Linked DNA regions of Mus musculus: all the other regions are linked to region 3. The links are chromatin contacts, called in public ChIA-PET, Hi-C and promoter capture Hi-C maps. All regions are on one chromosome and are shown on one strand. Each heading gives the region's core, a stretch centred on a gene start, on an enhancer-like site or on the middle of the called end of the contact. The rest is flanking DNA. Distances are from core to core; before and after follow the strand shown. Region 1 holds the start of Irf2bp1 (interferon regulatory factor 2 binding protein 1). Region 2 holds the start of Six5 (sine oculis-related homeobox 5). Region 3 holds the start of Clptm1 (cleft lip and palate associated transmembrane protein 1). Region 4 holds the start of Ccdc61 (coiled-coil domain containing 61).

Region 1 (6,235 bases), core at 2,320-4,819, 660 kb after region 3:
CACCCCTGCTCCTGTTTATCACCTGGCGTATTTAATCAGGGATAGTTTTCCCAGCCCTGCCCTGAGCCTAGGCTGGTGCTTGGGTTGGGTTGCCTGAGCAGGTATGTGCTCCCTACTGGGGTGGGGGAAACATTACTCAAGATCCTGCAGAGAGCTGGGGCCATGTCTGTCTTCAGGTGAATGAGGGGCACAAGGCAGTGAGGAGACACCTGGAGAGGAGATCAGGGACACCCTTGGGTCGCTGGTTCTCACTGGACACTGTCTCGTTGGCTTACCATTGTATCCCTTCCCGGAATCTCCATGTCAGGGTCTCAAGTGGGGGCCAGGATGTGACTGCTGGGGCCACCCCCTCCTTTTAACCCCTGTTTTGCCATAGTCTGCCTAGGCCCCAGACCCCACCCCCATGACGCCAGCGGGCAGGAAATCCTGGTTAATGATCAGTCACCCAGGACAGGTGCGGGACAAGGCCGCACACACATCAGAAGCAGCCGCGGTGGGCGGGAGCCTTTTACTTAGCTCCTAAGTGTTTTAGGGTGATAGCCACTGTCCCCAGATGAAGGGCGTGAGCCCAGTTCAGGTTTCTCAGGTGTGTCCATCTCTTGGGCACTATATGAAGCAAGAAGGTACCATCCTGCTCCCATATACATTTACCCAGGAAGGTTCAACTCACTCTTTCCATGGACAGTGCCCCTAGAAATATCTCCAAGTAAACTACCTCTAGAACACTTCCTACTTCTTTTCCCTCCTCTGATGTCTCTGCATTCAGAGGGCCAGCTGTAGTGCAAACCTACTCTCAAGTTTGTGATCGCCGTGCAGGAGCCAAGCCCTGTCAGAATCTCAGTACCATCGTCTGCAAAACCGGCCTCGACTACACCTTTAATTAGAGCACAGCAAATGTACACTACTACAAACAGCAGCCCACTGGACAAAAGGCACCACCTAGTGGTCACAACGCAGAAGTCCTCTTGCGCGCAGGACAAGTCCAATCCCGAAGGGGGCGCAGCATCTCATAAAAACTAAAGGGAACAAGAAGGGGGAAAAAGAACAACCCATCTCTCAGTTTATTGAAGGAGGAAAAGGGTGGGAGAGGGGGAACAATAAAATGCTTTTGCTTCGTTTATAAAGAGCGAGTTCTCAGGAGGTCCCTTCTCAAGGACACGCGGGGTACCTCTCACCCAACTACCAACAGCAGGAAAGCCAAGCCAAGAAAGGAAAAAGAAAGGAGGGGCCCAGGAACCCCAAACACCCTCTCTGACAGGAGCCACAAGCTCTCTCCCCCCACCCACAATGTATCTACCCCAGGGGACCCATCTGGGCAGAGGAAAGGGTATATACATAGGTTAGGGTGGTACAGGGTTGGGTGCGGTAGGGAATAATTTATCCGCAGATGCGGTGATGGTTAAGGGGGAGGGGAAAGAAGCCTGGCAGTGGCAGCCTAGGGGTCTCTTTCTTTCTTGACCTTGATGTCACCAGCAAGAATAGTAGCGATCTCGCCCTGCATGAAGGCCCAGGGGACAGAGGAACCCACCAGTGGACATTTGTCTCCACTGGGGCAGTACACCTCTCCGGCTGGGCCCTGTGCCTTGATAAACTCTCGGGAGCAAGGAAAGCAGAACTTGTGTCCGGGTACCGAGGGACACTGCACGAAGTGGGTGTCTTCCAGCCTTTCTCTGCACAGGGTACAGCACAAGGGGGCTCCAGGGGTCGCCCCTGTGCCGCTACCACCCCCGCTGACAGCTTCAGCCCCGGCAGTGGGGCTGACTTCTGCCTCTCCATTGCGTGCCACCAAACGATGCTGGGCCGGTGGTTGGGTTGTGGAGGAAGCCGCGGGGCTAGCACCCCCTGCGCGGACAGAGCCTCCACCCCCACCAGGGTCCTTGGGTGAGTGGCCCAGAGCCTCGGCCACATTCTTGAGGGCAGCAATAGGTGAGGGCACACCAGGGGTCTCTGAAGAGTATGGACCGCCTGGCGCCACCCAGTGCCGCTGTTGCTGCTCCTCCGTGGTCATCTTCCCAGCTGTCTCGCCCTCGGGCTCAGGGGATGCTTTGCGACGGCGTGGAGTGGGCGCCAGGTTTCGGGATGGGGCTCTTGGAGGTGGGCCACACAGAGCAGCAGGGGCCGGTTCTGGGTACTGCTGGGGCAGGGCCTCCGCAGGAGCAGGCTCTCGGAAGCTGCGGACCCCATCCGTAAGCAGCTCTCCTAACTGGCGCCATTCCCCTGAACCATGGCGCCGTTCATACTCGAGGTACTTGAAGCCCGATGAGGCCAGGGCCTTCCCTGGCTCTCGAAGAGCATCATGAAACATCTGGCGAGCCACTGCAAGGACCCCCGCGTAAACATTGCCAGAACCACAGGGGTATTCGGTGAAGAGCTTCAGCTCGAACTCATAGCCCGGAGGGCGGGCAGTGGCATCAAAGGCGAACACCCGTCCCACCAGCCCGTGGTCCTTCTTGAATCGAACATTGAAAGGGGCACAGGCGGACAGAGCCAGTAGCTGTTCCCTTACAGCCTTGGGACGCCCATGCCACTCCTCCGCCCGGCCCCGCATGGCCTCGTTCAGTTCTGCCAAGCAGTCCGCATTCCTCTGCTGCTTCTCCTTCTCGAAATCGGAGCCGAAAAGTGGACGAGCGGGGCTTAAGCCAGGTGCCAGCGTCAGAGCTCGGCCTCCAAGGCCAGACACTGCAGCTGCCAGCAGCCCGGGGGGCATCAAGCTGGGGATGGAGCCAAGCAAAGCCCTGCGTGCCCCTTCCGCCACGGCCTCCTCGCGGCCCAGCCCGTTGGCCAAGCGGGACCCCAGGGTGTACTCCAAAGCCGGCGAAGGCAGCGCCAGGCGGCTGGATGAAGTAGCCCTGTCATAGCGGTCCGGGCCTGAGACGCTACCGCCGGTCCCCGATGGCTGCGCCTGGGCCTGCGGGGGTGGCAACTGGGAGCCCTGGGAGCCCGTGGAGGCTAGGTCCTTGGAAGTCGGGTGCTTGAGAGCCGGGGGTCCGGGCGAGCGGCCCTCGGGGAGCACGTGGCTGCGCTTGAGCTGGCGGGCGGCGTCGATGAGCAGCTCGATGCGGTCCGCGCCCTCGAAATTCACGCACCCGCGGCACACAGCCTCGCTGAAGTCCCACACCATGGCCCACGGCATCTTGGGCAGGTCGCACAGGTAGCACCACTGGCGGCGGGACGCTTGCACGGACGCCATGGCGCCCCCCGGAACGCCGCCAGGTGCCCCTGCTGTGCACCCGCCGCCCACGTTCGCTCCGCCGTGCCCCGGGACGGGCGCGCGAGCCGCTCAATCCGGCCTCGGGCTCGGCCTCCCCGCCGGATTCAGGCCCGGCCCCCCTTCCCCGCCCCCTGGGCCCTCAGCCTTTTTTTTCCTCTCTCTCTCACTCCCGCCTCCGGTGGAAAAGGCAAGCCACGAGCACGCACGTCGGCGCCCCCGTCCGGTCCGCGCCGTGAGCCGCGATGCACAGCTCCAGCTCCTCGATGGGCCTCGGGCGCCGCCGCCCCAGGCTCCCGCCGCTCCGCTCGCGCCGCCGACGCCGCTGCAACGGCCGCCGTCGCCTCCACCTCCTTCTTCTGCCCCAGAGGCCGCTTCGCAGGGAAAGTTACATAACGCGCGGGCAAAGCCTTCTGGGAAATGTAGTCCCGTCGGGGCTGCTTCTTAAAGGGGACTGGGTAGAAAGCAGTGGCGGGAAAAGAGGGCGCGCGCTGGTCTGGGTGCTTAATTTTCACTGTGCCTCGCCAGGAAGCTGGGGTTCGCACACAGGGTCCATGGAGTGGGTAATGGTTTCATAAATGCTCGGGTGGCCAAGTTGCTGTGGATGCAATTTCCCCCCTTTCCCCGCCCCCTCTTTCTTTCTTTTTTTTTTTTTTAAACAATCTTTTTTTTTTTTTTTTAGATTTATTTATTTATTTATTTATTATATGTAAGTACACTGCAGCTGTCCTCAGACACTCCAGAAGAGGGAGTCAGATCTCGTTACGGATGGTTGTGAGCCACCATGTGGTTGCTGGGATTTGAACTCCTGACCTTCGGAAGAGCAGTCGGGTGCTCTTACCCACTGAGCCATCTCACCAGCCCCCCCTCTTTCTTTCTTAAGACTTAGATTTATTCTTTAGCTCAGGTTGGCCTAGAAGGCTAGCCTATGTAGTCTAGGCTGGCCTCAAACTTGCTGCAATCTCCCTGCTTCAGCCTCCTTGTGGGTTTACAGTCCCGACACCATACCCAGAAGCCGGAAAGCAGTTTCTGCTCTGATTTGCTGAGCAGTTCTAGAAGAGTCTTGCCCTCTCTTAGAATCCCGCCCCTTCAAGAAGGGCCAATAACCGGTTAGAAAGGCAGCAGCTTTGGGGGAATTGGGGCGGAGAGGCTCTGATTGGACGGTTTCAAGGGGATGGTTTCAGGCAACTCTTGGAGAGTAGTGTCTACTTGGCAGTTTGTCCTTCCCAGTGTCTTAGGTACTAGCCTCAAGGGCGGCCCAGAGGCTACAGGATGATAAGACTGTAGGCTTCCGAGCCAGGCGGCTGCCTTAGTTTCCTCATCTGCTAAAGAACGTTCTCTGAGCCTGCCAATTCTGCTCCAGCTGTGCACGTATTTGGTCTCTAAAGGGTTACAGAGTTGGCTTCTCGGTACACCTCCAATTTCACTACAATTCCCAAAATGCTCTGCGAGATGGACGCACTGACGTACTTCCTCTGCTTGGAAGCTTGGGGGGGGAAGGCCTTCCCGATTCTTGCCCCCCCCCCTTGCTAGCAGGGAATTTCGCCCTCTCCCTCCACCCCCACCCCCCAGGTTAGGGGGCTCTTATTACTCTTATATTTGGAATGAGGAAGCCAAGAGGAGATTGCTGGGAAGGGCAACCCCAAACCTCCAAGTGCTTAATGGCCTGGTGGGCCCAATCGGCTGTGGGCACCCCATGTTTTTAGCTTTTTTGGGGGGGTGGGGGGAGCTAGGAGAAGCGACATATGTCTCCAGGACCTAGCTCACATCAGCCCTTTCCCCTCACTTGGCCTGGATCCCCGCTGGTGGTCTCAATTCCCCCCCCCCCCCCCAGTGTCTTCTTTGCGTTCTTCCAGGTTTGCACTTAGTGGAGGCTTGGTGGTTTTCTCACCCCCACCCCAGAGTAGTCACAGCAGCCCTGGCTTTCTATTTCAGCGTTACAATTTAACTACCACCTGCATTACTGTTTTAACACTTCTCCCTTAAACAAATTGCCTATTTTTATCGTTTCCTGGGAGATACTATGTTCACAACCATAGGTTTCCTGTACTACTGTTTATTTACTTTCTCCTGCTTATACGTGGTACTGGGATGGAATCCAGGGCCTTATGCTAAGTGCTCTAGTGCTGAGATGTACTACCAGCCTGTATTTTTAATTTTGAAACTGGGCCTCACTAGGTGGTCCAGGCTGGCTGGCCTGAGCTCTGGGTCCTCCTTCCTTAACCTCCTGGGGGCTGAGATTTCAAAAATACATTAACCATGCCTGGCTTTATTTATTTTTCCTTTTTCTAACGATAGGTCTCTGAAGCACAGGTTAGCCTTGAACTCACAGCAAGCCTCCCTAGTACAGGAATGGCAAGTATGAGCCATGATCCCTTGATAGGCTCTTTAAGGCTGTAAAAGCCTATTTTTCGTTCTGCCCCGTCTCTGTCCTTGCCTGAGTTAACTACCCAATTACTTTATTGAACTGCTCTTAACAGACCTAGATAAACTCTGTTTGTTGCAACCTTCAAGTGTGTGCTTCTGCACCAGGGTTAGTTAAGGCTTTTAGAGGGGCAATCACCTGCCTCAAGTTCAGGAGGCATGTCCTCTGGGGCGGGGTGGAGCAGTCCCTAAGTGCTGGACTCCCAAGGCCTGTCTCAGAGCCTCAAGTTAATTGTATGAAAATAAGTTTATTGACATCTTGTCAGCACTGAGGAGAAAGGAAGGGAGGGGCTGAGCTCCGGAGGTCAGACACACCTCGCAGCAATGAGAGGCAAAGGACCCAACCTATACCTCCCCCAGTCAGAATTCTGCCTCCTCCTCGGAGTCCTCTGCCTTCTATATTCTGATTTGTCTAGCAACTGCCAACCCTTCCGAAGAAGTCTGGGCTGGGGGAGTAGGGAGGTCCCCACACGTTGCTTCTCTTTAAGTCATGAACAGTAACTATTAGGCAAAGGAGCATGTCGCAGAGCCAGGAGGTCCCCCTCCCACCCCACAAAGGGCAATATAGTAACATAAAATTGATGGCTTAGAAGTTGGGGTTAC
Region 2 (6,154 bases), core at 1,852-4,351, 570 kb after region 3:
CCAGAAGCAGTCCCTGGGGGTCAGGGTCTGGCAGCCTCAGCACAGTGTGGGTGGCCTGTGTCCCCAGCCCTTCTACTCCTGTGCTCAGTTCCAGCCCTGCTGGCCAGACTGGCACAGCTGCAGGTGACAACATCAGACCTTCAGGTAGGGGTGCTGAGAAGCTGGAAAGCAGGCCAGAGGAGTCCGGGGAGAAAGGCAGGCTGGTGCCAGAGGTGACAACAGAAGCAGGTGGCAGTGGCTGAGTAGAGATTGGCCCCAGAGTGTGACCCTCTGGGAGGGTGGGGCTGGGGCCCACTGGGAGAGCTCCTTCAGGCACTGTGATAGCTGGCTCTTGCTTCAGGGGCAGGGCTAGACTGGGGGCAGGAGGCAGGACCTGGGAGACGAGCATGCTGGTGGGGAAGGTGGCAGTGAGGATGATCTTGCCCTGCTGCACAGCTACCCCAGTGACAATGGGGCTACCAGACACAGGGTTGGCCAGGAGGAAGTTTCCTGTAGAGAAAAGAGGTGGAGTGGAAGATGCTGGGTGGCAGGCAGGGGTGCCAGTAGGCTTAACTCCAAGAGACTATCAGGTGGGAGACACCTGCTCCCCAAGCCCACTCAGACCCCAAGAAAGCAGAAAGGGTACCTGGAGCAGTGGACGAGGGAAGTTGCAGCGCAGTCACTCCCACACTAGAGTTTATCAGGTGCACATTGGTAGGCCCCGCTGCAGCTGCCACCTTCACAGGACTGCCTGGCCCAGCTGCCAACAGCTGGAGTGGCCCCACAGCCTGAGGCAGGGTTACCACCTGAGAGGTGGGCACCACCTGGGGCAAGTTCAGCCGTGGGGAGGTGGGGCTCAGGCCTGTTGGGTACCCAGAAGAAGGGGAGAGCGGTACAACCTGAGGAGCAGCCACAGCAGGCACAGCTCCCGGGGTCAGAGGAAAGGTGGAGGCAGGTGGGGGGCCTGGGACTACTTGGGGCAGGGCTCCTGGGATTTCCTCTCCAGTAGTCCCATGAACCCCTTTGGTCTCAGGGGCCTCAGACTGAGCCTCATCCAGTCGAACCTCTCCTGTCTGAGGGTCCAGGACCAGAGAATTCTTGGCCTCACTGACCCCTTGGAGACTGGGCTGTGGTTGAGGGGCACTTCCTCCTGTGAGTAGCAAGGGCCCCAAGCTGGAGTTCTCTCCTAGGGCCAAGCTATTGATAATGACTGGGCTACCATTGAGGAGCACTGCTGGGGGACTGCTGGCGGCCAGGAAGCTCCCATTCACTAGGATAGAGGAGGAGGCAGGGCACGTTGCAGGAGAGGTGGCCCCCGCCAGGAAGATGGAACTCTGGGCGGGGGCCTCAGCAGCCATGGAGGCCACACCCCTCTCCAGGTCCTCTGGACTGCGGCTGGACTCATCCTCCGTAGTGGGGTTCCCATCAGACTCGCTGGAAGGAAAAAGGGTTACGTCTTTTTTAGGTTTGAAGGTTTCATCGCCCTAGGGGCAGAGGCAACCCAAGCTCCGATTAACTATTTTAGCCCTTCAAAGAACCCACCCAAATCCCAGGGTCTCTACAAGCCTGCTGGGGTTGACAGCGCGGCGGGTATGCTAAGCTGGAGGAAAGTTTTCCAGTCGCCTTGGCCTGCAGCCGAGCACCCAGACTGCCCCAAGTCCCCTGGGTCGGCAGGCGCGTGGCTGCGGAGTGAGGCAGCAGCTTTTACTCCAGTTCTTCCTCACCCCCCACCCCCACGGCGTCAGAGACCAGAGCTAGAGGCCTGGCGCTGAGGTGGGAGGGGAAGGGCTTGGGTTACAGGGAAACCGGAGCCGGAGAAGGTTCACGTTTCACAACAAAGACAAGCGACAGACCACGCTGTTTGGGCTGGAGGGGGCGTGGGGGTGGGTGTAAGTAATGGTTACCGAGGGGCCAGGTTGCAGAGGCCCCAAAAGCGGGTCCCTACCCTGGGTGCCTTAGACAAAGGCCCCTTTCCCTTCCTTACTACCGCTCCTCCAGGGATACCTCACTTTTCTCACTGCCCGTCCCGCCCCCGCCCCCCCCCCCATTCCTGGCACTGCGTTCCCAGCTTAGAAGTAGCTGGAACAACCTCTGCCCCTGAGGCAGTGATGCCCAGAGAACCCAGGGTGTGCCTGGTCTCTCCACGCTCAGCCTATGCACTCGCCGACGCCACCGAAGAGGGATGTGAAGGGTCACTTGCGCAGACTCCAGCGGCCACCGAGGAAGGAGGGTCGGTTCCCCCCTCACCTTTTGCAAGGCGCTCCACCGCCGGTCCCAGTGCGGTCGCGCTGTCGCCGGTTCTTGAACCAGTTGCTGACCTGTGTAAGCGAGAGGCCGGTGAGCGTGGCCAGGCGGCGCTTCTCGTCAGGCGTGGGATAGCGGTTGCCGCGGTAGCAGGCCTTGAGCGCCGCTCGCGAGCGCTCCTTGAAGCAATAGACGGTCTCCTCGCCATCCCAGATGGTCTTGGGCAGAGGGAACTTCTTGCGCAGCCGGTATTTGTCCACAGCGCCCAGCGCACGGCCACGGGCCCGCTCGGCCTCGTGGTAGCGCGCGCGCAGGTAGAGGTCCTGCAGGAAGGCGTGGTGGGCGGCGGGGAAAGGGCGGCTCTCGAGAAGTTGGTAGAGCTCGGCGTATTCACCCCGCTGGAAGGCCACTAGGGCCCGCGCGCGCAGCACCGGATCGCTGCCACGTAGGCGCTCGGCCGGGGGCAGCGCGCCCAGGAAGCGGCTCAAGCGGCCGGCGTGGCCCGCCTGCAGCAGCGCCTCGCACACGCATGCCACCTGTTCGGGCGAGAAGCGAAGGCCAGTGGGCACCTCGGTCACGGTCTCCCGGGGAGACCCCGGGCCACTCGGGGACCCAGAGTCCGCCGCCGCCGCCGCATCTCCCGCCCCGGCCGCCGCCGCCTCCCCCTCGGCTGCCTGCAGAGTCTGCAGAAGCTGGCGCGCTTCCTCCTCCTGCTCCTCGGTCGCCGCCGCCGCCTCCCCCCGAGCCGCGGGCCCCGCGCTCGGCTCCGCAGGCGAGGTAGCCATGTTTGGCAACTTTGGAAAGTTCCTCCCTCCTTTGCCGCCTCCCGCGGGCTTCCCCAGCCCCCTCCTCCGCCCAGTCCTCCTCGCCGCCCCCCCCCCCGGTCCCCTTGCAGTCTTCTGGCCCCCTCCCAAAGACTAGACCCAGCTCTGCACTCGGGTCTGTCCTTGTCCCTGTGTGTCCGCCCCCCTCCCGGGCTGTCAGGATTCTTTGTTTTCCCTCCGTCTCTGGCCGCGCTTTTGGCCTTCCCCCCTTGTGTGCCTCTGACTCAGGGCCTCAGTTTCCCTATCAGAGCAACGGAGAAGGTAATGGGCCGTCCGGAGGGTTAAGGGCGCGAAGCCGCTCCCATCTCCCGGGTCCCTTGAAGGGCCCCCTCCCTTCCCATCTCCGCGCCGTGCTCCGCCCCTCGGAATTCCCGGCCCCGCGGGTAGGCGGTGGATCTAGCTGGGAGGAGGGGCGGGGAATCGCGCTAGAAAGTTTGCAGCAACTTTTCTGGAGTGTCGGTCCAAAAAGCGGATGCGCGTGGCTTGCGCAGGCGCAGTGGGAAGATGGTGTGCCCGCTGCTGGCCCAACCCCCTACTTTTTTCCAAACTTGAGTGGCACAGCTGGGTCACAGCTGGGGGGGAGGGTGGGGGGCGGTGGTGTCTCTGGTGGCTTGTTGCTTCTCTCCTACTGGCTGGATGCCTAAGCCCCACCCTTCAACCTGATTCGTGCGCTTTGCCTCCCCTCTAGCTCCCACTCAAGCCATTGGTTGTCTCTATTGGACTCTCCATTGGCCTGCGGGGCGGTTTCCTTTCCACAACAGAGATATTGCGCGGGATTTAGGGCAGACCAGAAGTATTTTATTCGCAAGGGTCGGGAGTGGAGGTCGTAGGTGGGGACAGACAATAAATACCGAGGAATGTCGAGTCTCAATGCATCTAAAACGTGGGTCCCGGAGTCTGTCAGTGAGTCAGATAACAAGATCAATAAATACCCACACTGCTTTGGGGGAGGGGGGAGTGCAGCTGTGGCTCCGTTGTTAGAGTGCAGACGTGTACACGGGGAAGGAGTTGCAGCAACCCCCAGGAGTGAGGCTGTCCGAAGCCAAAGACTCCGTGTGTGCTGGCAGAGGTCTTGCTGATCCATCACTATGGGAATGGGATGTCCCTGGAAATAGGGGGCTCATGCTTATGGCTTGTAACTGATGGCTGGGAGAGTGAAAAAGTGAAATCGGATGAGCTGAGCAGTTTGCCCATCCACGTCGGGGCTGAGTAAAGCAAGGTCGGCGAATGCCCAGCTGCTGCAGCAGCGGTGGCTACCAGCTCTGCAGGAACCAGGGGTGCTGGGCACGAGCCCTGTTCCTCCCTCCCCGGCCGCCAGGTGGCAGGCCTGGATCACAGGAGCGGAGCTGGGTGGGGACCCAGGCTCACAGAAGTGTGGAGCGGAGCGGTGGGGGGGGGGGGGGGGCGCGATGGGCACAGAGACGCTTTGGGTCGCTCCCTGGTCGCTCGACCTTCCTAGGAGGCCTAAATGAAAGATGGCTTGGAGTCTTAGGGTTCAGGGGGCGAAGGTGGCTCCCGGGAAACACCAGACTGGGGTGAGACCGCCGGTATAGGCCACCAACCCAGTGCAGCCCAGTGTGGCGGCAGCAGCCAGAGCAGCGGCGAACAGGAGCAGGCAACGCGCCTCGGATAGGCCAGGCCTAGGGATCTGCAGGAGAGAAGGTTGGATTAGCACTAGGCTACAGGGGCCCACTGGCTCCTGGGAGCCGCCCAGCCTATACCCATAGATGGGCCTCTGAGCGCATCTCTGGTCCCCACAGCCCGCAGCTAAAGTTGGTCTGCTCGCAAGAAAGAGCTCCTGTTGGAACTCGTCATTGGCTACTTAGCAGCAGCCTGTGTTGATTGGCCGCCCGAATACCCCCCCTCCCTGCGGTGGGCCGAGCTCCACAGAGGCACAGCAAGCAGTGGTGACACTCAGTGGGCAGAGCTAGGCAGAGGCCCGTGGTGGGCGGACGTGGGACATACCCTGGCAGGGAGCAGCAGGTGACGGCGGTGCATGGGGCCTGGCCCCACCAGCGGGCACTGGCCCACAGCCACGGCCGGGGGGCCATCTAGCTGGAGAGAGAAGGGACAGGTGACCCGATCGGAGCCCAGCAGCAGGGCGAGAGGCAGTGCGGGAATCTAGTCGAGGCCAGAACGGGAGTATAGGGAGTTCCCTTGGGGAGGATTTGGCGAGAAGCCTGAAACGAGGGAGAGCTGGTAGATAGTGCATGCTGAATGGATGAGTGAAGGGCAGCTTTCTTCTGGAACCCCCAAGGAGAATGGACCCTAAACGTGGACGGGAGAAGGGCTGTGGGTAGCATATCTAAGATGGGGATCGGGGAGGGGAGAGAGGGGTCTTACATGGGAAGGTGGATCCGTGGCCCGGGGACTGGGGACCCCCGTGATGGCTGGAAGGAGAAGAGAGAGGTGTATGGAGTGTGGAGGATGGAGGAGAAAGGCAGTGGCGCGGCTGCGGTGCCCCAGCCTGGACTCCTCCCCTGCCCCGAGGGTTCACACACCCAACATGCCCCCCATCTCCACCCAGTGCCCCCTTGGCTGGAAGCAGGTGAGGGACTCGCCTGCGGCTCCTGGGGCCTGCAGCATCTCCATCCGTTCCTGTAGCTGCCGAACATGCGCCTCCAGGTCTCGGTTTCGGACCTCGGCCTCCTGTAGTTGGCTGGGAAAGATAGGGGAGTGAGCCGACCTATCGGTGAGGAGACTGCGAGGGTTGCTGCTCTCCTCTCCCCTCACCCCAGCACTGTGACCCTGACCTGGAGAAGTTCTGGTTGGCGGTCCGGATGGCCTCCAGCTCGCGGCTCAGGCTCTGCCGGGTGAGAACCTCTTCTTCCAGGGCTTCCTGGAGCTGCTGCAGCGTTACCGTGGTCTCTGCCTCAGCCACAGGGGCAGGGACAGCCACTAGGTCAGCCTCTTCAGCCTGTCGGTGGGGATCAGAGTTGGGACCTGGAGCTGGATCAGTCCCGTACTTCCCTCCCCCGTCCACCTCTCCCCATCCCTGGGTCCCTGGGGACAGTGTAGTCAACAGGGGAACTGAAGGGCTGAAGTCAGAAGTTTAGCGTGTTCCTCCCAGCTCCACAGTGCTTCAGACAACCCTGGCTTTACCCTTA
Region 3 (5,590 bases), core at 1,019-3,518:
AATACAGACTTCATTGGGAACTATGTAAATCAGGCTGGCCTCGAACTCAGAGATCTGCCTGGCTCTGCCTCATAAGTGCTGGGATTAAAGGTGTGCACCACCACCCTGCTAACTTATTTATCCTTATTTTATGAGCATTGGTGTTTTGCCTGCATGTGTGAGGGTGTCAGGGACCTGTGTCTTCTGAAAGAGTAGCCAGTGCTTTTAACTGCTGAGACATCTTTCCAGGCCCTTATGTTAAGGAGATTTTTAGTTGGAGCTGAGATGGCTTAGCTGTTCTGGAGCACCCGAGTTCCATTTCCAGGACTACATGGCCACTCACAATAGTCTGTAACTCCAGCTCCAGGGACCTGGCGCCCTCTTCTGGCTTTCAAGGACACTAGGCACATATATGGTGCACATCCATACATGAAGACATAAAATAATGAATTTTTTTTTTTTTTTGAGTCAGGGTTTCTCTGTATAGCCCTGGCTGTCCTGGAACTCACTTTGTAGACCAGGCTGGCCTCGAACTCAGAAATCTGCCTGCCTCTGCCTCTCAAGTGCTGGGATTAAAGGTGTGAGCCAGCACACCCGGCTATTTTTTTTTAAAGAGTGTTTTAGTAGGGATATAGACACTCTCACCAATTAAGGGGGCTTGTTTCCAGAGGATCAGTGTTCAGTTCTCAGTCTTCCTGTTGGGTATCTTATAATTGCTTATTGAAACAGGTGAAGTTAGAGATTCACTGGCTTCTGCCTTCTCAGTGCTGAGACTAAAGTCGAGCACCAACACTCCCAGTCCTTGATTGTGGTCTAACAATCTTTGACTTTTTAGTTACTATAAAATTTGAGAACTTTTTGTAACTGATATAATTCACTAACTTTGTAGCTAACAATTTGAGAGATTTTGTATCTAATGTAAAATCATGGTGTTCTTGTGCTGTGCCATGAAACAAACGTTCGTGAACCCCAAAAAGACCACCAAGGAGCCAAATCCAAAGCAATTGCATTAGGATCTTTTTATTCAAGCTCTTGTTGCGGTGTAGCCTAGAACTAGTGCTAGGTACCGGCCTGTTAGTTTACTTGAGTTCAATCTTAAGTCAGATTCTCTGAGATGGAGTCTGAACCCAAAGGAATTGGTCTCTCACTTGTTTAATGTGCTGAGACATAACCTGTAATCCCCGATAGCACTCCTAGCACTCCTGAGGATGAGGCTAGAAGATGCCGCAAGTTCTATGCTTGCCACAGCCAGGGCTTCATTTCAAGACCTTTCCCTTTACCCATCAAAACGAACAAACAAAAGGAGAAAATAGGATTATTACTCTCATGTATGTTATGTTTTAATCCCAGTATTCTGGAGGCTGAGGCAGGAGGATCAGGAGTTGAGGCCGGCCTGGGCTACAGAATGAGATCCTGTCTTTGTGTTTAAAGATTCGAGGTTTGCAAGAAAGCACAGACCCCTAATGGAAGACGAGTGCTAAACTAAGCGGCCTAAAAGCGGCTAAGGTCCGGGATGAAGGTGGCTCAGCGGCTAAGAGCATATCTGCTCTTCCAGAGGTCCCGAGTTTACTTCCGAGCAACCACACGGTGGCTCACAACCATCTATAAGGTGATCTGATGCCCTCTGCTGACATAAAGATACAGTGCTCGTGTACATAAAACAAATAAACGAGTCTTTATTTGAAAAAAGTGACTAGGGTCCCATTTCCAGGTGTGGTGTCCGTAAGAAAGCAGATACGGCCTAAGGATGAACTACAGTCTCCGAGGGTTGATGACGAAAGCTTAAGACAAGGAAATCGCATCAGAAGCGAAAAGAACAAAGTAATGACCACCCCTTAGGTCGAAAATCCGCAGCCAGAGAGGGGTTTTCTCTTCAAGAGGGGCGTGGCTCTAGCGAATCGCTACGGTGGCCGGAAAAGCTCCGAAACCATCGACTTTGTAAAACCCGAGAAGAAACGGCCATCCGAACTGCGGTGGAATTGCTTGGGAAGACCATACAATCAAAAAAATAACCATCCACCTTGGCCGAGTGTAACAAGTAGAACCCATGAAAAGAGCATTTCCTGCTATAGAAAGTTCAAGCACTCGGAGAAGTCACTCCCTGCTAGACCAAAACAACCAAATTGCGGTGAAAGGGGCGGACGTCGAGTACGGTGGCCTAGTTGGTCCTTCAAGAGGGCGTGGCTTGAGGCGCTCCATTCTGATACGGAAGCCTGGTGGGGACGGGTTAAGCGTAAAATCTCGCGCGATCGCGCTGGCGCCGTCGGGGACGGGGCGGGGCTGGCGGCGGGGGCGGGGACCCGGAGCAGGAAGATGGCGGCGGCGCAGGAGGCGGACGGGGCCGGCAGCGCCGTGGTGGCGGCCGGGGGAGGCAGCTCTGGTCAGGTACGGAGGCCGAGAGGTGCCTGAGGGGGCTCTTCCCCAGCGGGGGGCACCCCTGCAGGGAGTGTCTTGTCCTTTTTGGAGGAACCCGGTGCACCGGGGGCTCCATGCCCCAGAGGGACCTTGAATATTGGGCCCTGGCGGCGCCCGGCCGCCCAGGAGGCCGGACGGTGGCGGGAACCCGGCCCTGTTGCGCGCCGGGTCTCCTGCAGGCTCGCGCCGGGCGTCCAGCGGACTCCTTGCTCGAGCGGAGGAGAGGGTGGCGCGGAGGGGCGCAGACTCGGTCCTCGACTGTGTGGTTCCAGCCTCCAGCACTGTTTCTAGAGAGGGCTGGTGTTCCTGGTCCGCTCCGCAGTGCCCGAGATCGGGGGCAGTGGTTGGTTAATTGAGAGTTTTCAAGCTCAGGGCAAATACGGTAATTGTGGTGGGTAGAGGGCATGGGCTGCGGAGGCCGACCGACCCATTTCACAGACAAGGATCCGAGGGACGACAAGACGAAGGCGCTTGTAGAAGGTCACCCAGGTTAGTTTTGGTGTCCGTTCTAGGAAAAAGCTGACTGTGGGTGGTCTGGGCTGAGATGGGCGCTGTTTTAGCCCAAGCTGATCAAATAAATAGAGAAATAATTGATCCAGGCGCGTTTGCCTCCCAACCCATTACCACCTCAAATAAACTGAGACCTCAGAGCATAGCAGTTCACTCAGGCACCGTGCAGGCTTCTGCTGGAATTGATGGAGTGGAAGCAAGGTGCTGTCGACCCACCCACTGGGATGTCACTGCCGTGTAGGAGGCAGCTCAGGGGTGAGGAGTACCGACTGGGAGGGGTGCATGTAGCTGACTGGATGTGACCTTGGACAAGTTTTCTTCCTTTGGGTCTTTATTTCCCCAGTGGTTAATGGAGGACTTGGGCGAGAGGGCCAGCCTTATGGCTATAAAGATGTCTCCAGTCATGTCCCTGCAGTGAGGGGAGTGGGAGAGGAGATGGTAGCGTAAACAGACTCGGGAAGTGACAGAAGTCGGGATGAGGGGCTGTAGGGTCTCAAAGGAGGGGGACAGATACACTCAAGTGATGAGGTAGAACCCACCTTTTCTGACTGAGTCTTTCTGGCATTTCCAACCAGACCTTGGGTGCACACAGCTCAGGAAATTGCTGGTTTATCCCTGCTGTGGTGAATACACCAGCGGGGTCTGCAGGGACGTCCTAGCCTCTGGTCCTTGGGACTGGCTCCTGTAAGTTTCTGTTGATTATTGGGTGGCAGTGGCGTGAGAGACTGTTGAGCTTCCAGTCACATGTGGAGCCTCTCTGGTTCCCATCTCTGCTCTAAATCTTTGCTTTGTGACTTTGGTCAGGGTCTTCCTATGAAGCTAGGGCCGATGGTGGCCCTTCTGCTTCAGCCTCCCAAGTGCTGGGATGACAGTCTACTTCTAATCCTAGCTTATGCTTGAAAAGTTTTAATGCTCATACTTTGGCCTTCAGGATAAAGTACACATTTTTTTTTTCTTTTTCTTTTTTCTCTTTTTTTAAAGCAGATCAAGATCTGGCATGAACTATTTTCTTTAGACTAGACTAGGCTTTCTTTGTTCTTTTTCTTTTTCTCTCCCCCCTTTTCGTTTTTATTAATTTTTTGAGACTGTCTTTGTAGCCATCTCACGTTTTTGTAGCCCTGGCTGGTCTAGAACTCAGAGAGTTCTGCCTGCCTCTGTCTCCCAAGTGCTGGAATTAAAGGTGTGCCCATTATACCCTGGCTTGTTTGTTTTTATAGTTCTGGAACTCACTCTGTAGCCCAGACTGGCCTGGAACTCTGAGATCCACCTGCTTTTGCCTCCCAAGTGCTGGGAATACCGCTGTGAGCCACCACTGTCCAGCTTAAAAACACCTTGGTATTGACACTTTGAGTTGGCAAATTCCTCACTGTGGGGCTGCCCTGTGCAGTGATAAGTATGGTATTTGCATACTTATGTCAGTAGCATGTGTACCCTTTCCTGGCCTGACAATCAAGAATGTCTCTAGAAGTTTCTAAATGTTCTCGGGGTGGGGGCAGGGGTGATGGAGACAGAATCACCTGCGCTGGAGAGCCAGCTGACTGGAAGAATGGCCTCGACTGTGAACCTCACCCACTAGAGTGAGTGCTTCCAGTCTTCTTCCTTGGAGTCTTGGCCTGTCTTCCCTCTTCTTCCCTCTCTCTCGGGTCTTCTTTTCTGCTCGTTCACACAGTCCTCACCCCGGGGCAGCTGTAAACACACTGCACGTGCAGGATCACGTGAGGATGGGCAGGTTTTGGTTTTGTTTGAAGACAAGAGTCTCACCATGGAGTGAATCCAGCCTCAGACTGAGAATCCTCCTGCCTCAGCTTCCTGACATGATTCTTAGGTCTCAGGCCTCAAGTTTCCTTAAGAAAGAAATCCTCCCAGACTGGGTCATCCTCACATCCTATCTGATGGCCCAGCCTGCCAGCCTGCCCACTGTGTGTTGTGTCTGTCTCCTCCACTGGACTTTTGGTCAGTACTGTATCTCTAGCGCCCCCCCCCCCCCCCCCAGCTTAGGCTGGGCAGAGATGGTAAGTTGGAAGAAGTTTTGTTTTGTTCTGTTTTATTAGTGGTCTAGGCAGTGAATTCCCAGGATTCCTGCATGCCTATCAAGTCCCGCACTGAGCTACAGCCCTAGCCCATCACTGACAGGTGCTCTACCCTGACGCATCTCTGCAGCAGTGAATGGTTGCTGAACCAGAGGCCGTGCTGAGATAGAGTCTGAGGTGGTCATGGTGAATCTGAGCAGTCCTTGAGGACATGGTCCTGTAAGTGGTCGTAATTATTTACCAGACTGGTGGGTGTTCCTGGAGGAGGGTCTTTGAGTTCAAGATACAGAGGCAAGAGCAAGCAGGAGCTGTGCTTTCCTCCCTACTGCCTTCGCATTCTCTGCCACCCTCTCCAGCCTGCTGGCTTAGCATGGAGCCTGTGTCCCAGCAGCCTGCTTCTCTTCAGGCTAGCCCCGCACTCATTCCCTCAGCTGATACAGGCAGTGGATAGAACAGGCTCTGCTTTCTTGGACCGCATGTCTCCAGTAAGAGGTGGGGAAGCATAGATAGAGACACAATAACAAAAACATACCTGGCCACAGATGGTAGAAACTTAGATATATAGCTGGAGTGTGTAGGGAGTGAGCAGTGGGTATGTGGGAAAGCTGCCATTCAAATAGGATCTTTTTTTAGGGGGTGGGGGGGTTCAAGACAGG
Region 4 (6,352 bases), core at 549-3,048, 750 kb after region 3:
ACAGGTCATCAAAGCTGGGATCCTGGAGCACACTGAACAGCCTGTAGGCAGCTCAGCATGTTGGAGGATGTTCTTTCCAAGTGACTGTGGTCTAAACCTTTCCAGGCAACTTGGCTGGTTTCTGTGTCTTCCAGGCATCTAGTCTGGGGTCAGAATCTTCTTTGCAGCTTTCTCTACCACTGAGCCACACCCTCCAGCCCCTCACTGGGGGATTCTAGGCAGGGGCTCTACCACTGAGCCATGCCCCCAGCCCTTCACTGGGGGATTCTAGGCAGGGGCTCTACCACTGAGCCACACCCCAGCCCCTCACTGGGGGATTCTAGGCAGGGGCTCTACCACTGAGCCACGCCCCCAGCCCCTCACTGGGGGATTCTAGGCAGGGGCTCTACCACTGAGCCACACCCTAGCCCCTCACTGGGGGATTCTAGGCAGGGGTTCTACCACTGAGCCACGCCCCCAGCCCATCACTGGGGGATTCTAGGCAGGGGCTCTCCCACTGAGCCTTTGTCTGCCCTTGCACAGATCAGAGGTGAATATTGCAATCTTCCTCAAGGTCTCCACACCTTAATTTTTGAGAACAGGATCTCTCATTGAACCAGGAGCTCACTGAGTGGCTAGGCAGGCTGGCTAGTGAAAGCTTGGTATCCTGTTCTTGTTTTGTTAGGAATAGGGTTACAGATGCTGTGGTCGTGGCACATGCACCCTAACACACACACACACACACACACACACACACACAAAGTGTCATCTAATAAATAAGTAAACTCCTCTAGCCTGATGCCATGGTGTATGTGCCTTTAATCCCAGAACTCAGGAGGTAGAGGCAGAGGCATGGGGGTCTCGGTGACTTCGAGGACAACCTGATCTACGTAGTGAAATTCAGGCTAGCCAAAGCTATAGCGTGAGATATGTCTCAAGACAACTTCAGGAGGTTGGGGAGAAAGAAAAGAAAGAAAAAGAGCACTGGCTGCTCTTCTAAAGGGCCTGGAGCTCAGTTTCCAGCATCCCTAAGGTGCTTCACAACCATTTGTAACTACAGTCCGAGGCTCCTGACGCCGTCTTCCGACCTCTGCAGGCACCAGGCACACGCGTCGTGCACAGGCATACACGCAGGCATAAAACTCACACATATAAAATAAATAAATCTAAAACTATTAAAAAATAACTCCTACTTTGCTGTGTTGAGCTTTAATGAAGCCAGTGCCATGCCAGGCATGGTGGTACAACTCCAGTAATCTCAGTACCGGGAAGGTGGAGGCAGGAGGATCAGGAGTTCAAGGATGCATAGGAGACTAGCTTGGGCCACTTGAGGTTTTGTCATGCATGCACTGACAAAGCCAAGTCTAGCAAACCGATCAGGGTATACTTAGGCTGTCCTTACAGTTGAGAATATCCTCTAAGCCTCCTGACTTGAAGGCTCGGACCTTCCTCTGAGCAAGTTCCACACTCTAGTCAGCCCCTTCCTTCTCTGTGGGCGAGGCCTGCCTTGCTGGGGGTGGTGGGTGTGGTAGGCGGAGTAAAAATGCTATTTCCGGGATCCTCCTTCTACTCCAAGGGACCACCTTTTTCTTATGATTGGCAGAATATCTACCCAATAATCACTAGAAACAGACTGTAAACCTCGGAGGTCTCCCCACACGTGTTAGTAACGCCTCTTCCAAATAGACCAATTGTAAACTTCGGAAGGCGGGTTCTCCCATGGGGGCGGGACAGAGTGACGGGCGTCGCTTTTGACTTATGGAAACATGGCTGCCTGTAAGATCAGACCAATCAGAAGTGAGAAGGCCGGATGTGGGCGGAGCTGAAACTTCGGCGGTTGAACCGCTCGTGAAGATCGAGTCCGTGGAGGTGAAGAGCGAGTACGCGGGTGTGGGCGCGGGCTCCAGGCGCGGGCTGCAGGCGCGGGCAGTGGGGAGTCCCCAGAGCACCGATTCTTTCACGCAGGTGGACGCCAGAACCTATGCAAGCTGGAGATTTCACGGGGTCTTTAATGCATCATGTTGTCGCTCGCGAGATACGCGGCTAGAACTTAGAGAACCCTTACCGAATACTGCACTAGAGCTTGTAAGGTAGAGTTTTATTTTATATATATTACACCCCACGAGGTGCGGAGGGGGTGTCCTCGAGATGCCGTAGGTTCTGAACTTGAGTTGGTTTGGAGGATGGAGGCAGGTGAAGACAAGGCAGGGTTGAGGTTCCAGGGTTGAGGGTGTGTTCCTACCCTACGGACCAGAGGCGTTTACTGTGTGCAGGCTCTGAGCAAGTTATTTGTCGTGAAATCACTTTTAATTCTCGCTTTCTTTGCAGTGCTAGATGACAAACTTTGAAATGTTAGTCAATAGTTCTACCACTGCTGCCGAGGTCGGGAACGAGTCTTATGTTTTGTTTTTGAGACAGTGTCTCGCCTTTTTTCCTTGAACGCATAGAAATTATTGTGTGTTCACACAAGTGTGTGATGGGAGGGGGATTCATATCACAGGATGGGTGTGTAGTGACAGCTTTGGAATTTTGGTTCCTTTAAAAAACACAGAAATATTATAAGAATATGTTTTCATTTTAATCCCAGGTGTACCTGTTTTGGACAGTTCTCAGCTTACTATGATTTGCCGCTTGCTCTAGCAGAAGTGTGTTTTTGCCAGCTGCAGATAATTTTTTTTTCGATTGTGTGACATTTGGAATTTTGGGAACATTTTAGAGAGCATATAAATGTTAGGGCCCCCAAGAAGCATGTGTGCCTGTATGTGTATGTGCATGTGTGCAGGGTTGTTGGTCATTTAGGAAGGTTGGTTGTGGTTTGTTAGTAGTCACGGTCGAAGAAGAAACAAAAGGAAAGAAATTAGATTCAGGGGTTTTCCTAATTCCTCTCTTCCCCTCTATCCTTGTTTTCTCTCCTATCTAGTATTTAGGGGGTGAAAATGGGAGATAAAGCCTGGGGGAAAGAACCCACAAAGTAGCAAGGACCAGCTATATGGCTGTGGCTGTGGAGGTCGGACAACAACACTGGGTTGGTTCTCTCCTTCCACCTTTCTGTGGATTCTAGGGGTCAAGCTCCGCTCTTTGGGTTTACACAGCAGGAAGCTTTACCCATTGAGTCGTCTGGACAGCCCCTCTGAATGAACCCTGAAGTGTCATAACGCATCCTACAGTGGCACACCTTTGTAATCCCAGGACTGGGCAGCTGAGGCGAAGGACTGGCAGTTTGAGATCAGTCTGGGTCACAGGATGAGCTTGGGGCTCGTTTTACCTAAAGAGGGAGACCTTGTCTCAAAACAAACCTAGAGAAGAGAGTGTGAGCTTTGGTATCTGTTTGCCCAAGTTTGGGCCCTGGCACTGACTCTGGGACCCACTATGGAAATCATTGTGGCTTTGGGCGAGTTCTTTAATCCTTTCATACCCGAATTTCATGTTCTGGGCAATCACTTTTTCTATACCACTTCCCTCACTCTGTTTACCCAGATGTCTCTTTCCCGTATCCATCTCTGAACTCCATGCTCTATCCAAAGGCCAGCTCTTCTTTGCTTGGAAGTCCAGCTGACATGCAGTTGCCCCCAAATGATTCTTTGGTATCCCTATTCAGCCTGGCAGGCCCTTCCTCTCAGGTACTTAGGAGTTGGCTTTTCATCACTACTTCCTTTCTCTCCCATTTAAAAAGATTGTGTACACACACACACACACACACACACACACACACACACACGGTGAGACTCTCAAACAAGTTAGGGTGAGGATGGATAGCAAGGGATCTTGTACAGTTGGGAGAGTGTTTGCTTAGCTTGCTTCAAGCTCTGGCTTTGCTCCCTAGCTCAGTGAGAGCAGGCGTGGTGATGAGCAGCTGTAATCCCAGAGGTGGGAGGTGGAGACGGAAGGGTTAGGGGTCCAAGCTGAGCCTGGGTTCCATGAGATCCCTCTGCAAGCAAGCAAAAAAGCCAAATCCTGTGTTCCTCTGTTAACCCCGCCTGCATCCCACCCGCTCTTCCCTAGGCCTCGCCTGCTCACAGGATCTCCAGATACTTAGAGCTCTGTCCTCCTTCCTCTCCACAACCACACACCTTTGGAAACGCCTTGCTTGCGTTATTGGGACCTCGAAGGTCTCGGTGTCTTTTAAACGTAGCAAACACATGCTTTATACTGCTGTCTCCCCTTCCCACAGATGTCTGAGTGATTTCCCCACTCTCGCCAAAGGTCTCAGTCCAGATGGGGGCTGCATGAGGCCTTGCTGGCTGCTTGTTTAGTCACTTGGCTTTGTCTCTTTCAGAGCCACCAGATCCTTCGTTTACTCCTTGGACTGCTCAGATCTCTCTACTAGTGTTGGGCTCCTGAAGAACACATAGGTGTAGAAAGTTACTATGCTAGAGTTAACTGCCCTTCCTCTGGCCTCTCCATGGTGGAAGGTGGAATAGCGAGCTGGGAGGGGCTCCTTCCTGGGAATGGAGTCGACTGCAGCAATAAACTGGACACATTGTAGTGCCACCTGGAATCTCGAAGCTGAGACTGGAGAGTGTCAGGAATGACCTTGCAGGTCTTCCTAGTGCCAAGACATTATCTTGGCATTCCTCTGTAGGTTTGCAAGCAGATCTATGCCAGGCCAAGGTACTGAGAGGTAGGAAGAGTGACAATTAGGAGAGGTTGTTTTTATTTATTTACATCTCAAGGGACGGTGAAGTGCTGTATGGCTGAGCCATGGCCCTCGTCTCTTACTTGTGGATTCTAGGCAAGTCAGCTGTCTTCTGCCAAGCCATGCTTGCAGGCTTTGGGAATAAGGTTTTTGTGGCTGGCCTCTGGACTGTCAGCTAAGAGTGGGTGTTAAGGGGGAGTGCCAGACACCTACACATTGACTAACTCAGTGCTCACGACAGTGTACAATGTTAGTGCTCTTGTCCCAAATGTTGTGTGTGTGTGTGTGTGTGTGTGTGTGTGTGTATGTGTGTGTATGTATGTATATATATACACCACCCCTTCCCCAGTAACTGGTATTTAACCCAGGGCCTCACACATGCTAGGTAAGCCCCTACTACTAAGCTACATCTATAACCTCTCTCTTTTTTTTTAATATTTTATTTATTTATTTATTTATTTATTTATTTATTTAATGTAAGTACACTGTAGCTGTCTTCAGATACTCCAGAAGAGGGCATCAGATTTCATTACAGATGGTGTGAGCCACCATGTGGTTGCTGGGATTTGAACTCCGGACCTTTGGAAGCAGTCGGCACTCTTAATCGCTGAGCCATCTCACCAGCCCATAACCCTCTCTTTTGAGACCGAGTCTCACTAAGTTACCCAGAGTGGCCTTGACCTCACTGTTGCCCATGTTGGTCTTAGACTTTTGAGTCTACATTCCAGCTTGTTGCTAACAGGCTTTTGACCCCAGGCCTGGCTTTATCTTCACTTCACTTACCATAAAATGGCAAGCACCTTACCTATGGCAGACTGGGACGTGAATGAGGATCTGTGATAAACCTGTGAGTTCCCAGCCTGCAGCACTGACCGTAAGCATAAGCCATGCTCAGGTCAAAGCCCGAGTCAGTGCCACCAGAGCAGCAGAATTAGGATGAGGACACTGAGTTGGGAAGTATGTTTTGGGGACTCCCTGAGTGTGCTGGGGAGCTGCAGGGTACACTGTAATGGTCTCCATTGTGGGGTGTCCTACCCTTGACTTTAGCAGAAGGCAGAGAAACCATGTTCAGTGGCTTAAAGGGCTTTTGTGGTTATGACTCCTGGGGGTCAGTGGAAGGAAGAACAGGGTGAAGATGGAGAGAGCTCAGGCCAGTTCATATTCATCCAGAGTTTGAGAGGCCAATTCAGAGTGGGGTAGAGGACAGGCTATGTGGCACAGTGTGTGACATTCTTGTGAGAACCCAGTAAAGCTAGAGATGGGGTAGGGGTATGTAGTGATTGGTGGGCAAACAGCCTAGGGTGGGCTGGGGACAATAATTTGCCCATGGTGATGGTGGGATGTGGTGGTGTGGTGAGCCCAGTGTGGAGGGTTCTCTTCCCTACTGAAATTTTGGAGCACAGTTTGGGAGGAGCCAGGGGCAGTGACCTGTAGCCCTGGGCTACATTTTGAGATTCCCTTAGTGAAAGATGGTGTGGAGAGGGCTGGAGGCTGGGAGACTGATAGCTTGTGTGAGAGCAACCTAAAGAGGCTGTGGCAGAAGTGGGTGAAGGGGTGTCCAGGTGTGTGTAGTGATGGCAAGGACTGGCAAGGGTGGAGCCCCGCCTCCTTGTGATACTGATCAGAAGGGGATTAGGAGAGGAGCCAGGAGAGATTTGGGGCAGGCTGGAAGTCAGCCACCAGGATGAACTTCTGGGATCTTTAGCAAGGATGGTGTGAGCAGGGAGAGGGAGAGAG

The links. Promoter capture Hi-C pulls out the DNA fragments that hold promoters and counts their contacts. Hi-C and Micro-C count contacts between places; a contact is called where the count stands out from the background. ChIA-PET counts read pairs in DNA pulled down with a chosen protein or histone mark.
Region 1: a contact with region 3 is called in an RNA polymerase II ChIA-PET map of memory CD8 T cells, with 15 read pairs. The contact joins the promoter of Irf2bp1 here to the promoter of Clptm1 in region 3. A contact is called at or near these places in 3 of 39 promoter capture datasets (the C10 cell line, erythroid cells and pre-B cells), 1 of 15 datasets of contacts at CTCF or cohesin (large pre-B cells) and 3 of 115 datasets of contacts at active chromatin or transcription factors (astrocytes, fetal liver and memory CD8 T cells).
Region 2: a contact with region 3 is called in a promoter capture Hi-C map of liver, with 2.5 times the contacts expected there. The contact joins the promoter of Six5 here to the promoter of Clptm1 in region 3. A contact is called at or near these places in 3 of 39 promoter capture datasets (cranial neural crest, liver and second pharyngeal arch cranial neural crest) and 3 of 115 datasets of contacts at active chromatin or transcription factors (the 230-238 cell line, bone marrow-derived macrophages and large pre-B cells).
Region 4: a contact with region 3 is called in a Hi-C map of CD8 T cells, with 3 times the contacts expected there. The contact joins the promoter of Ccdc61 here to the promoter of Clptm1 in region 3. A contact is called at or near these places in 1 of 39 promoter capture datasets (pre-B cells) and 1 of 484 Hi-C or Micro-C datasets (CD8 T cells).

What each region holds. Positions count from the first base shown.
Region 1 is chr7:19,001,392-19,007,626 of GRCm38.p6, reverse strand. Irf2bp1 (interferon regulatory factor 2 binding protein 1) reads right to left here and starts at 3,569. Exons shown (of 1, transcript NM_178757.4): 1 at 864-3,569. The coding sequence starts at 3,190. The coding sequence ends at 1,436. It overlaps Mypop (Myb-related transcription factor, partner of profilin), which reads right to left. Exons shown (of 3, transcript NM_145579.3): 3 at 5,861-6,235.
Region 2 is chr7:19,091,491-19,097,644 of GRCm38.p6, reverse strand. It overlaps Six5 (sine oculis-related homeobox 5), which reads right to left and starts at 3,101. Exons shown (of 3, transcript NM_011383.1): 1 at 2,227-3,101; 2 at 626-1,413; 3 at 1-489. The coding sequence starts at 3,008. It overlaps Dmpk (dystrophia myotonica-protein kinase), which reads right to left. Exons shown (of 15, transcript NM_001379257.1): 11 at 5,801-5,964; 12 at 5,609-5,706; 13 at 5,391-5,437; 14 at 5,013-5,098; 15 at 3,824-4,695. The coding sequence ends at 4,536.
Region 3 is chr7:19,661,708-19,667,297 of GRCm38.p6, reverse strand. It overlaps Clptm1 (cleft lip and palate associated transmembrane protein 1), which reads left to right and starts at 2,268. Exons shown (of 14, transcript NM_019649.2): 1 at 2,268-2,364. The coding sequence starts at 2,293.
Region 4 is chr7:18,905,850-18,912,201 of GRCm38.p6, reverse strand. Ccdc61 (coiled-coil domain containing 61) reads left to right here and starts at 1,798. Exons shown (of 14, transcript NM_001033314.3): 1 at 1,798-2,069.